Linked DNA regions of Mus musculus: region 2 is linked to region 1. The links are chromatin contacts, called in public HiChIP or PLAC-seq maps. All regions are on one chromosome and are shown on one strand. Each heading gives the region's core, a stretch centred on a gene start, on an enhancer-like site or on the middle of the called end of the contact. The rest is flanking DNA. Distances are from core to core; before and after follow the strand shown. Region 1 overlaps Ptger2 (prostaglandin E receptor 2 (subtype EP2)). Region 2 has its middle 91 kb from the start of Ptger2.

The links. HiChIP or PLAC-seq counts read pairs in DNA pulled down with a chosen protein or histone mark.
Region 2: a contact with region 1 is called in a CTCF HiChIP or PLAC-seq map of CD8 T cells, with 22 read pairs. The contact joins two enhancer-like sites. A contact is called at or near these places in 1 of 15 datasets of contacts at CTCF or cohesin (CD8 T cells), 9 of 484 Hi-C or Micro-C datasets (the C10 cell line, CD4 T cells, the MNK3 cell line and 6 more) and 6 of 115 datasets of contacts at active chromatin or transcription factors (CD8 T cells, DN3 thymocytes, the HPC-7 cell line and 2 more).

The regions. Positions count from the first base shown.
Region 1 is chr14:45,003,720-45,008,178 of GRCm38.p6, forward strand. Ptger2 (prostaglandin E receptor 2 (subtype EP2)) reads left to right here. Exons shown (of 2, transcript NM_008964.4): 2 at 1-101. Among named protein-coding and RNA genes, the nearest start is that of Ptger2, 18 kb to the left of the region's middle. Within about 2 kb of position 2,337, at least 70 of the 459 cell types and tissues checked have an H3K27ac peak or open chromatin away from gene starts, as enhancers often do. A contact at or near this core is called in CD8 T cells, the MNK3 cell line, Th2 cells and 3 more, where this site is marked.
Region 2 is chr14:45,077,145-45,081,603 of GRCm38.p6, forward strand. No RefSeq gene overlaps it. Among named protein-coding and RNA genes, the nearest start is that of Ptger2, 91 kb to the left of the region's middle. Within about 2 kb of position 2,632, at least 68 of the 459 cell types and tissues checked have an H3K27ac peak or open chromatin away from gene starts, as enhancers often do. A contact at or near this core is called in CD8 T cells, the MNK3 cell line, Th2 cells and 3 more, where this site is marked.

The sequences.
Region 1 (4,459 bases), core at 1,087-3,586:
GCCTCTCATTGCACCACACTGTGCCCCTGCACCCATTGAGAACAATGCCTGAGATTTTTTAAAATGGACATAGTACCCTCAGGAGCATAAAATATCAGAACTGAAGCTGCTTTATCTATTTATTTATTTCCATTATTATGGCCAACTCTAATCATGGCATACACACTTTTTTCATGCCTGCATGTGTGTGTGTGTGTGTGTGTGTGTGTGTGTGTGTGTGTGTGTGCATGTGTGTAAAGGCCTCAGGTTTATGGGTCTTCTACTTCATTCATTCAGATAGTATCTTTCAATCAAATGAAGAGCTCACCAATATGATGAGTCTAGCTAGCCAGCTTGCTCTGGAGGTCCTCTGTCTCTGCCTACCCAGCGATTATGTGGAATCTAAATATCCAAACCCTAATCCTCAAGTTTCAAGTTTTCATAAACGGGCTGTAACCACTGAGCCATTTCCTCAATTCTATTAAGCCATTATTTAAGAACTAGTCAGTCTCTAGGATTCCACTTTCTTATGTGCTTTTGTTCCTTGTATGTTGATGACTAAATTTTGTTGCTTCATTTGCACCAATTTATACATAGAAGAAACTGAATGCCAAAACTCTCTCTCTAACAATCACCTATTGTTTGTGGCATTTCAAAGGCAACTTAGAAAACAAAATGCCTGGAAGGTATGTAACCATTTCCTCCTTATAGACCCTGTCCTAGCAGCCAAGCTTGTTTTAGTTGCATTTTCCAGGTAGATGAGAGAAAGCCATTACATAGTATACATTACATATTACAGGGCTGAGTTTGAAAAAAAGAGAATCTGATTGTGTTCTTTGCTTCCAACTGTTGTTGCTGTGAAAAGGGAGAAAACGGGCAAGTGAATACTCATCTGAGAATGCCAGCCCTAAGTTAGCACGTCCTGGAATGGAACCCAGTTGTCTGTTCTGTACTAGGCCATTTCTAGATGATTCAGTGAAACCCCACTCACCTTTCCACGAAAGACTTGGAAAGTGCTGCTGTTAAGTTGGAGCCTTGGCTCTCTAGAGATCTGATAGAGAACCAAGTTTGCTGTCAAGTCCATAGAAGACCTGAATGTCAAGAACTTTATAAGCAAGACAACCACTGTACAGCCCCATGCTCTAGAAACTACCATCCTCAAACCATAGAACCCAAACAACCTACAGCCTGCCCCATGCTCTATAAACATCCATCTCCAAACCACCCAAGCTGGCATAGGAGGCCAATCCATCCCACCCTGTGCTCAGCATCACTTGTTAAATTTCAACATTCTCCTCCTAATGTCAGTGCACTTTCAGAGAGATTGACCTTATGTTAGAGTCAAGACAGCTCTGATTTGGACTTGGACTAAGAAAAACAACACACTCTGGCTTAGAATTTGATAACTTAACTTTGAAAGGCAGAGGAGAACAATTAGCTCTCACTTGGGACAAGACTGTTTATTTCACTTAGCTAAGCCAAATCTAATGGTTTTCTAGTCTTGGGCAGGGCTCCCACTTGGGCCACTCACTGAGATGCATTGCCCTGTGCAAATGAACATTTCTTCTTGAAGGGTCATGAGCCTGGTGCTTCTCATTTGGAGGGATTAGCAAAGTTCCTTCCTTTCCCTTGTATGTCCTCTTTGAGTGCACTTGTGACATACAGCCAATCACTCAGCCGCATTATGATAGGCCTAAAAACCATTTATCAGTGGGTCTGGTGACACATACCTTAAATCCCAGCACTCAAGAGACAGAGCTAGAGGAATGCTTGATTTAAAGCCAGCTGGGTCTACATATCAAGTTCTAGGCCAACCAGGGCTACATAGTGAGACCCTGTCTCAAAAACCAACAAAACAAAGCAAAACAAAAGCCATTCAGCCACATGAAAGACTAGGGGAAGGAGTATTATTTTAGCAACTCACAAAAGCTACAAATCCAATTTCCATAGAGCCGAAGGCTATGTGTCAGACAGCGCTGTTTTCACACTCCTTTCTAAATCTGTTAACTTAGGTGAATTGAAAAAAGTGATATAAATTCCCCTTTTGAGTTGTGGTTTTATTTTCTGTACAATATTTGTGTTACTAAAGGTCAATCTTAGCAATCTGAGTCTGCAATCCATGTATGTCACATGTGGAAACTTTACAAAATCAAGTAAGACAGTGATGATTCAGGTAGGAAATGATGACACATTCAGGGGGTAGAGGAGGAATGTTTAATAAAAGGAATATTTACAGAGAGTGAGGGGATGGGGGAGGAGGCCTTCAAAGCTGTCCCTCCTCCTACGCCTGGGGTAACAAGGGAGGAACAGTTACTGGAACTCAATGAAAGATGTAGAAGATGCCATCCAATAGGAGTCATGACTCAGAAAGGGGAAACAGCCACTGCCAAGCCACAGGGTGAGAAGGAGTTCTTCTGCCCCTCCCTTCCACCAGGCAAACCTAGTTGTAGTCTACAACAGAAGAGGACCCAGGCTGTGCACCGATGAAGCACAGAATGCTAGATCTAGAGGGGAAAACGGAAACTAGCCACCACGAGTAGATCAACAGTTTGCATTGGGAAGTTCTGCTTCTTGCCTTCTAAACTCCAAATAGATATTCCTCAGCAAGTGTGGCACACAGGGAGCTGCCCTATTTACAGAGAGAGAGATAAAATATAATAGATCTCCCTTACAAATTTACTTGCCCTAGACTCTAGATACTAGTTTAGAATTTAGGTCTTATTTTTGAGAAGGGCCTCTGGTATCAGAAAAACCTAACTAGGGGCAGGACATATCTCCCAAAACACAAGTTAGATATGCCTACAGAGCCAGCATAAAGAGCATTTGAAGCCATGTCTAAACACGAATAAGAAACATAAGAAAACTGACATACCTGTAACTTGCCCAACACTGGAGAGTCTGCAGCCTGAGCTACCTTGTGGGAATCCAGCTCCGACGTGAGGGGGAAACAAAGAATGAGGTTAAGGAACAGGACAGACAGGGCAGAGATTTTAACAATACAGAAAAAAAAAATCAGCAAATTACAGCTTCCAGGAGCAGCTGCCAACATGGTTGATCCTGCTACACAGCCTTCACCTTCATTTCTTCACTCATCTCCCCTTTTATCTCCCTACTTTTGTGACATAGTCAAATTACATAGCCCAGACTGGCCTCTAACTCCAGGCCCTCCTGTCCCACTTTCTAGAATGCTGATGTCACAGGCATGTAACAGCACACAGCCTCCTTCTTGAGTGTATTTTTCCTGGCATGGATTCTGCTACTCTCTCTCTCTCTCTCTCTCTCTCTCTCTCTCTCTCTCTCTCTCTCTCTCTCTCTCTCTCTGTGTGTCTCCTATTACATACACATCTTGTTTTCTTTGATGCACATGCAAACTCTAGTAGATCTGTAGATTTTTTTTCAGACTTCCAAAGTTTTCCCAGACAAGTTACTTCATTGCTCAGAGTCCCAGTTTCCTCACCTCTAAAATGAGAGTAACATCATCTACCTGCCAATTTTTTGAGTTTCCAGGACATTTAGCACTATGCCTGGATGCGGTAAATGTTAGGAAGGTTAGGGCCAGTGTTTTTCTAGATGCTCAGTTTAGAGTTCATTCTGACATCACACACACACACACACACACACACACACACACACGCACACACACACCTGGCTGTACTCTCTGACCCTTGGAAGTTGTGATGGTTAGAATAATTCTGTGCCTGTTCCTCTATCAGGTAACAACCAGAAACCATGACAATGGTATTTCAGAGAGTCAAATGCTGATTCGTCTACTTGTACAACACAAGGGATTTGTAAGTGTAAAAAGAAAGGGCCAAGAGAGACAAAAGGATGACTGAAAACACACCTCCCCTCCGGGTGACCACTTCCACATCTGGCCTAGCTACGATGCTAGGCCAAAGCCAAACGCCAAGAAATTTAAGGGGGGGGGGGGGGGAGAAAGTACCTATCAGTGAGAGTTTTCATATGTGGACTTCTGGCTTAATTTTAACATTATGTTTCTACTGATATTTTCTTGGAAACAAAGTCATACCTTAGAATCCTCAGCAACTAAAAGAAGTGTGAGTGCCACGCTTTGCACAGTAGGAAGCTGGGTGTGCAGGGTTAGGTTAGGAGGCCATCAAGGGCGTCCTAGTTAGAGTTACTATTGCTATGATGAAACAGCAGCACCAAAGCACATAGAGAAAGAAAAGATGTACTGGTCTTACACTTTCTTATTTAGAGGAAGTCAGGTCAGAAACTCAAGCAGGGCAGGAGCCCAGGAGCCATAAGCTGTTGCAGAGGCTATGGAAGGATGCTGCTCTGCATGCAGTTGAGGATCATCAGCCTAGGGATGATACCACACACAATGGACATGGACCTCCCAACAATCACTATTTGAGAAAATGCCCTACAGGTTTGCCTTCAGTCAGATCTTATAGAGCTACATCTTATGCAGGCCTTTTCTTAAGGTTCCCTTCTCTCAAATGACTTTAGCTTGTGT
Region 2 (4,459 bases), core at 1,382-3,881, 74 kb after region 1:
TACAGCAGCTTACACCTAGGCAGTACTTCCACTCTGTGTCTGCTAACATCTCTTGATCTTAATAACATGGGCAGTTGTTATAAAATTCATGACCCCTGGAGAAAGACCATAGGCACAATCCAGATTATATTAGTCAATTTTATTGATACTGCTAGCAAAACAAGCTCTGAGCCAACCTTGAGACTGCTATGAGACAGAGGCAGGGGGAAGGATTTTCAGAGATGAAAACCACAAGAAGACCTTGAGTATCTGCTAGCAAGCCAAGGCTGTTGTGTCTGTCAAGATTAGGGAGTGAAGGCAACCTCCAAATAGTCCTTGAATGTCTGCATAAGGAGGTTACAGAAGCCAAAAGGCAGTTAGCTGTATCATAACAAGTAAATGGTCACAGCTGTAACCTTTCTGGGTCGGGGAGTCACTGTGTTAGGGTTCCTGGGAACTTAGCTCCTAGGGACTGGAGTCAAAGACAAACCCCTAGTGGGTACTAAGATGGACGCTAGCATAAAATGGAGTTTCTCTGGCCATCCCACAGTGATCTCCAAGGCAGCTCAAGTGTAGTAGCTGGTACTCTCACTAATCCTCCACCCAGGTCTTAGTGTACCCAGGACTCTGCATTTCCCCAGTGACTGATGGCCAATGTGATCCACTGCATCTCCTCACATGCCAACCAACAGGCTGTATCTTCCCTGCCTCCACTCTCTTCTCTCTCTTCTGTGCTCAGCCCAGGCCTTTCCTTAAGAGCCACTGTCAGGAGAGTGTGTTCTGACATCCTCCCCCAACCTTCCGTGCTGACCTGTGGCCACAGGAGCTCTTTCTGTTCCTTCCCATCAGATCCACAGATGCTTCCTGGAGCCATCCCTTCCCCTTCACTTCCCTCTCTTCCTGCCTAACCCATACCAGGAAGTCATGAGCACCATCCTTCTGCCAGTTTCCCCAAGGCATGTGGAAATGGCAGGCCAGTGTAAGTTGGGGGCCTGGGGGTGGGAAGAAGGTAGGAGAAACTTTTGTTCCTGAGACTGTAAGAAAATAAATTCTTGGAGTATCCACTGGGCAGCTGAAACAAATAGCAAGAAAACAGTGGGGAGACGTTGGTTTCTCCCATGCTGTGGCACATTATTATAGTTTATAGACACCTTACCAGACATCGTGAAGACTGGTCAAGAAAATGAAAACAGCTCTTGATTAGAAAAAGTGTTTGCTATGTGAGAGCACAACTGATTTCTAGCCTATCGTCAAACCCTGGGTCCTCATCTCCACATCCTTCTTATTCCTCTCTGCTTGTTCTCCTTGGGGCTGTCTTGGTTGCTCTTCTATGGCTGTGAAGACACCATGACCAAGGCGACTTACAGTTCCAGAGGTTAAGTCCATAACTATCATGGAGGGGAGCAGGGCAGCAAGCAGGCATGACACTGGAACAGTGGCTGAGAGCTCACATGTTGAGACCACAACCACAAAACAGAGCGAGAGGAAGCTGGGAATGGCGTGGGCTTTTGAAACCTTAGAACCCACCCCCAGTGACTCTTCTCCTCCAATAAGGTTCCACCTCCTACTCCTGCAAAACAGTTCATCCACTGGGGGCCAAGCATTCAAATGTATGAGCCCGTGTTGGGGAGGCAGGGCCATTCTCATTCAAACCACAAGTTCATTGGCTCTTCTAGTTACAATTCATACCGCTAGGCACACGAAGCAAAACCTACACCTAGTGGGACATCAGTTCAGAGAACCTCACACATACATACTACAAGCAGGAGTGCATCTCATCGTGTGTGGTCCAGGTTTTCCACCTCAACAAGTTGCTCATGGGTGATCTTTATCTCTCCAGGGCAGGGCAAGGGTTTTCAAAGGCAATACCAGAGTCAGTCGACATATTAAAATCTGTTTTGGCTCACCTTTTTGGAGGGTCTAGTCTGTGATTGGTTGCCCCTGCTTACAGGGACCTGTGGCAAGGGAGCAGAGTCAGGAGCAGAGACCTGCCAATCACCTTTCAAGCCAGGGAACAAGGAGGAGCGAATGCTCTACAGTCCCCTTCAATGGCTTACAGATCTCCCACCAGGCTCCACCTCTTGAGGCTTCCTCCACCTCCGGCTAGTGACACCTTGAAGCCAAGTCTTTAACACACAGGTCTTTGTGGGGCAAAGGAGCATTCACACCACAGCACATGGGAAGTTCCCTTTTGTAGGGAACTAAAGGTAGCATCTTAAGTCGGGGTTCTCAGCTCTGCTACCAGAACATGGGCTGAAATTCAAGCTAAAGCTGTCATTCCTAGATGGAGGGCCTTAACTCAGATCGCCCTTCCTGAAGCCATTTTCTCAGTCGCCAAATGTTCTCATCAATTCTCCCAGCAAGTGTTTCCTGAACTGCACGGCTCAGTGTCCCAGGCTTTCCCCTTGTTCGTACAATGCACTCTTTGGCAATGTCCTATTATTTGGCTGCTTCCCACAGAGAGAACTGGAAGGAATAATGAAACCTGGCCACCTTGTTTATCTGGCTCTTATGCCAATGGCGTTTAAGCTTGGGCAGAGGTGGAAGAAATACTGTTGCTTTTTTTCCTTTCTTTCTTTCTTTCTTTCTTTCTTTCTTTCACTATTTCATTTTTACCTTGAACTCTAGAGCATTTTAGCTTCCTATGGGAGGACCCTCTGGCTTCGAGTTATTGGTGCCTGGGGGTTCTGGAATGATGGTGCAGTGGGTGTGATGCTTTCTCTGTTTTAAGCCCACCAGTTCTCTGAGCATTTCCTGGTGAAGCCCCTCCCCAGGCCCCCAAGCTAGGAAGTCCACCACCTCTATCCTCCCTGTCTATCCAGAACACCAAGTATAACTTCTTCTGTACTGGGGTTTTAAAAATCTTAAGGTAAAAGGGGAAGTGTTCTGCCAGCAACTTCTGCTTTCTGCCCCTCTGAAACAAGGGCAGAGTGTGGCTCCCTGTTTAAATGAGAGAAGAAAAGTTTTTGGGGTGGGGAACATACATTGTTATCTCAGAAAATTTTATAGCCGTTTGTCATGCCATCATCCTGGGCCACTAAAGTGCTCACACCAACATCCTGATCAGATACATAACCCATAAGGTGAAAAATATTTTGCAGATGGGATTGAGTTGAAGATCCTGAGATGGGATAAGCCTGAATCATTTGGGTGGACTAGGTTCTTAAAGAGAGATGGAGAGAGAGAGAGAGAGAGAGAGAGAGAGAGAGAGAGAGAGAGAGAGAGAGAGAGAGAGAGGCCATGAAGATGAAAACAGAGGCCACAGAGGGAGGAATCATTGTATTTCCTTTGAAGAGAGAGGAGGAGTCACCCAGTATGCATGTAGGCCACATCTGGAACCTAAGAGAGGAAAGAAAGAAAGAATTCAGGTCTACACCTTGTGGTTAACACAGTGGGGCTGAATTTGGACTTGTGTTTTCCAGAATTGTTAAGATAATACATCTGCATTGTTTTAGCTATAATGTGGTAGTAACTGACCACAGGTAATTAATGGTACTGTGACCATAAAAATAATAGGTCATGGGGTGTAGGAAATTTTTTTCACAGAAAGTCCTAGAAATATTTATACAATTGAATTCTCTGACACTTGCAGGTAGAAACTGAAAAGTAGTTATTAACATGCTGGGTCTAGAATAAATATGGTATGTTTAACCAGCAAGGAGCTTGGGAAGAAGTGTTTTGGCTTCTAGGTGTATTTTCCCTCCACCCTCCAAACAATATCTAGAACTTTCCTTGTGCACACTGTGCAGAGTACAGATAATGCCAGCCAGTGAGAGGAAAGCTCATCACTGAGATTCTGGGCACTTCAAGAGACCCTTACTCAGCTAAAAGGAACTGATGGAAGCATTTTTAAAGTTTCTAGAAATAAATTCCCTTTAAACATCAGCAGACACAATCCTTCCAAGTGCAGGGCATGGCAGTTGTAGCACAGGTGGCGGGACAGAATTAATGTGCCATTGTGCAACAGCAAGTCCCACCAAAAAGAAAGGCATCACCATCAGGAGGGAAGTAGGAACTCCTGGCTCCCATCAGCACCCCCCTGCAGTAGAGATGAACCTCAACTCCCCCTTCAGTACTTAACCACGACATGGCTTGATCTCGAGTCAGTGCTACAAGTGACATCATTTCAGCTAGAGAGCGATGCAGATAATTGCATTTCCTCATATCAAAAGTCTGTAGCCTGATAAAATTTTATGTAGAAACCAAAGATCCAAGATGTGTATTCATCTGTATATTTAAAAGAAAAGATTTCCATTTCATGGGGTTCAAAGTGTTGAGAATATATATATATATATATATATATATATATATATATATATATATAATCAAACTGTCCTTGTGTACTATAATTTCCTCTCCTGGGACAATGTAGTATTAGATTTTACAGAAGAACTCTTAATTTTTTATTTACTGCATATGTATATGCACATGTGTGCACATGTGCCAAATGAAAGCCCATGGACAACTTGGTGAAGGCAGC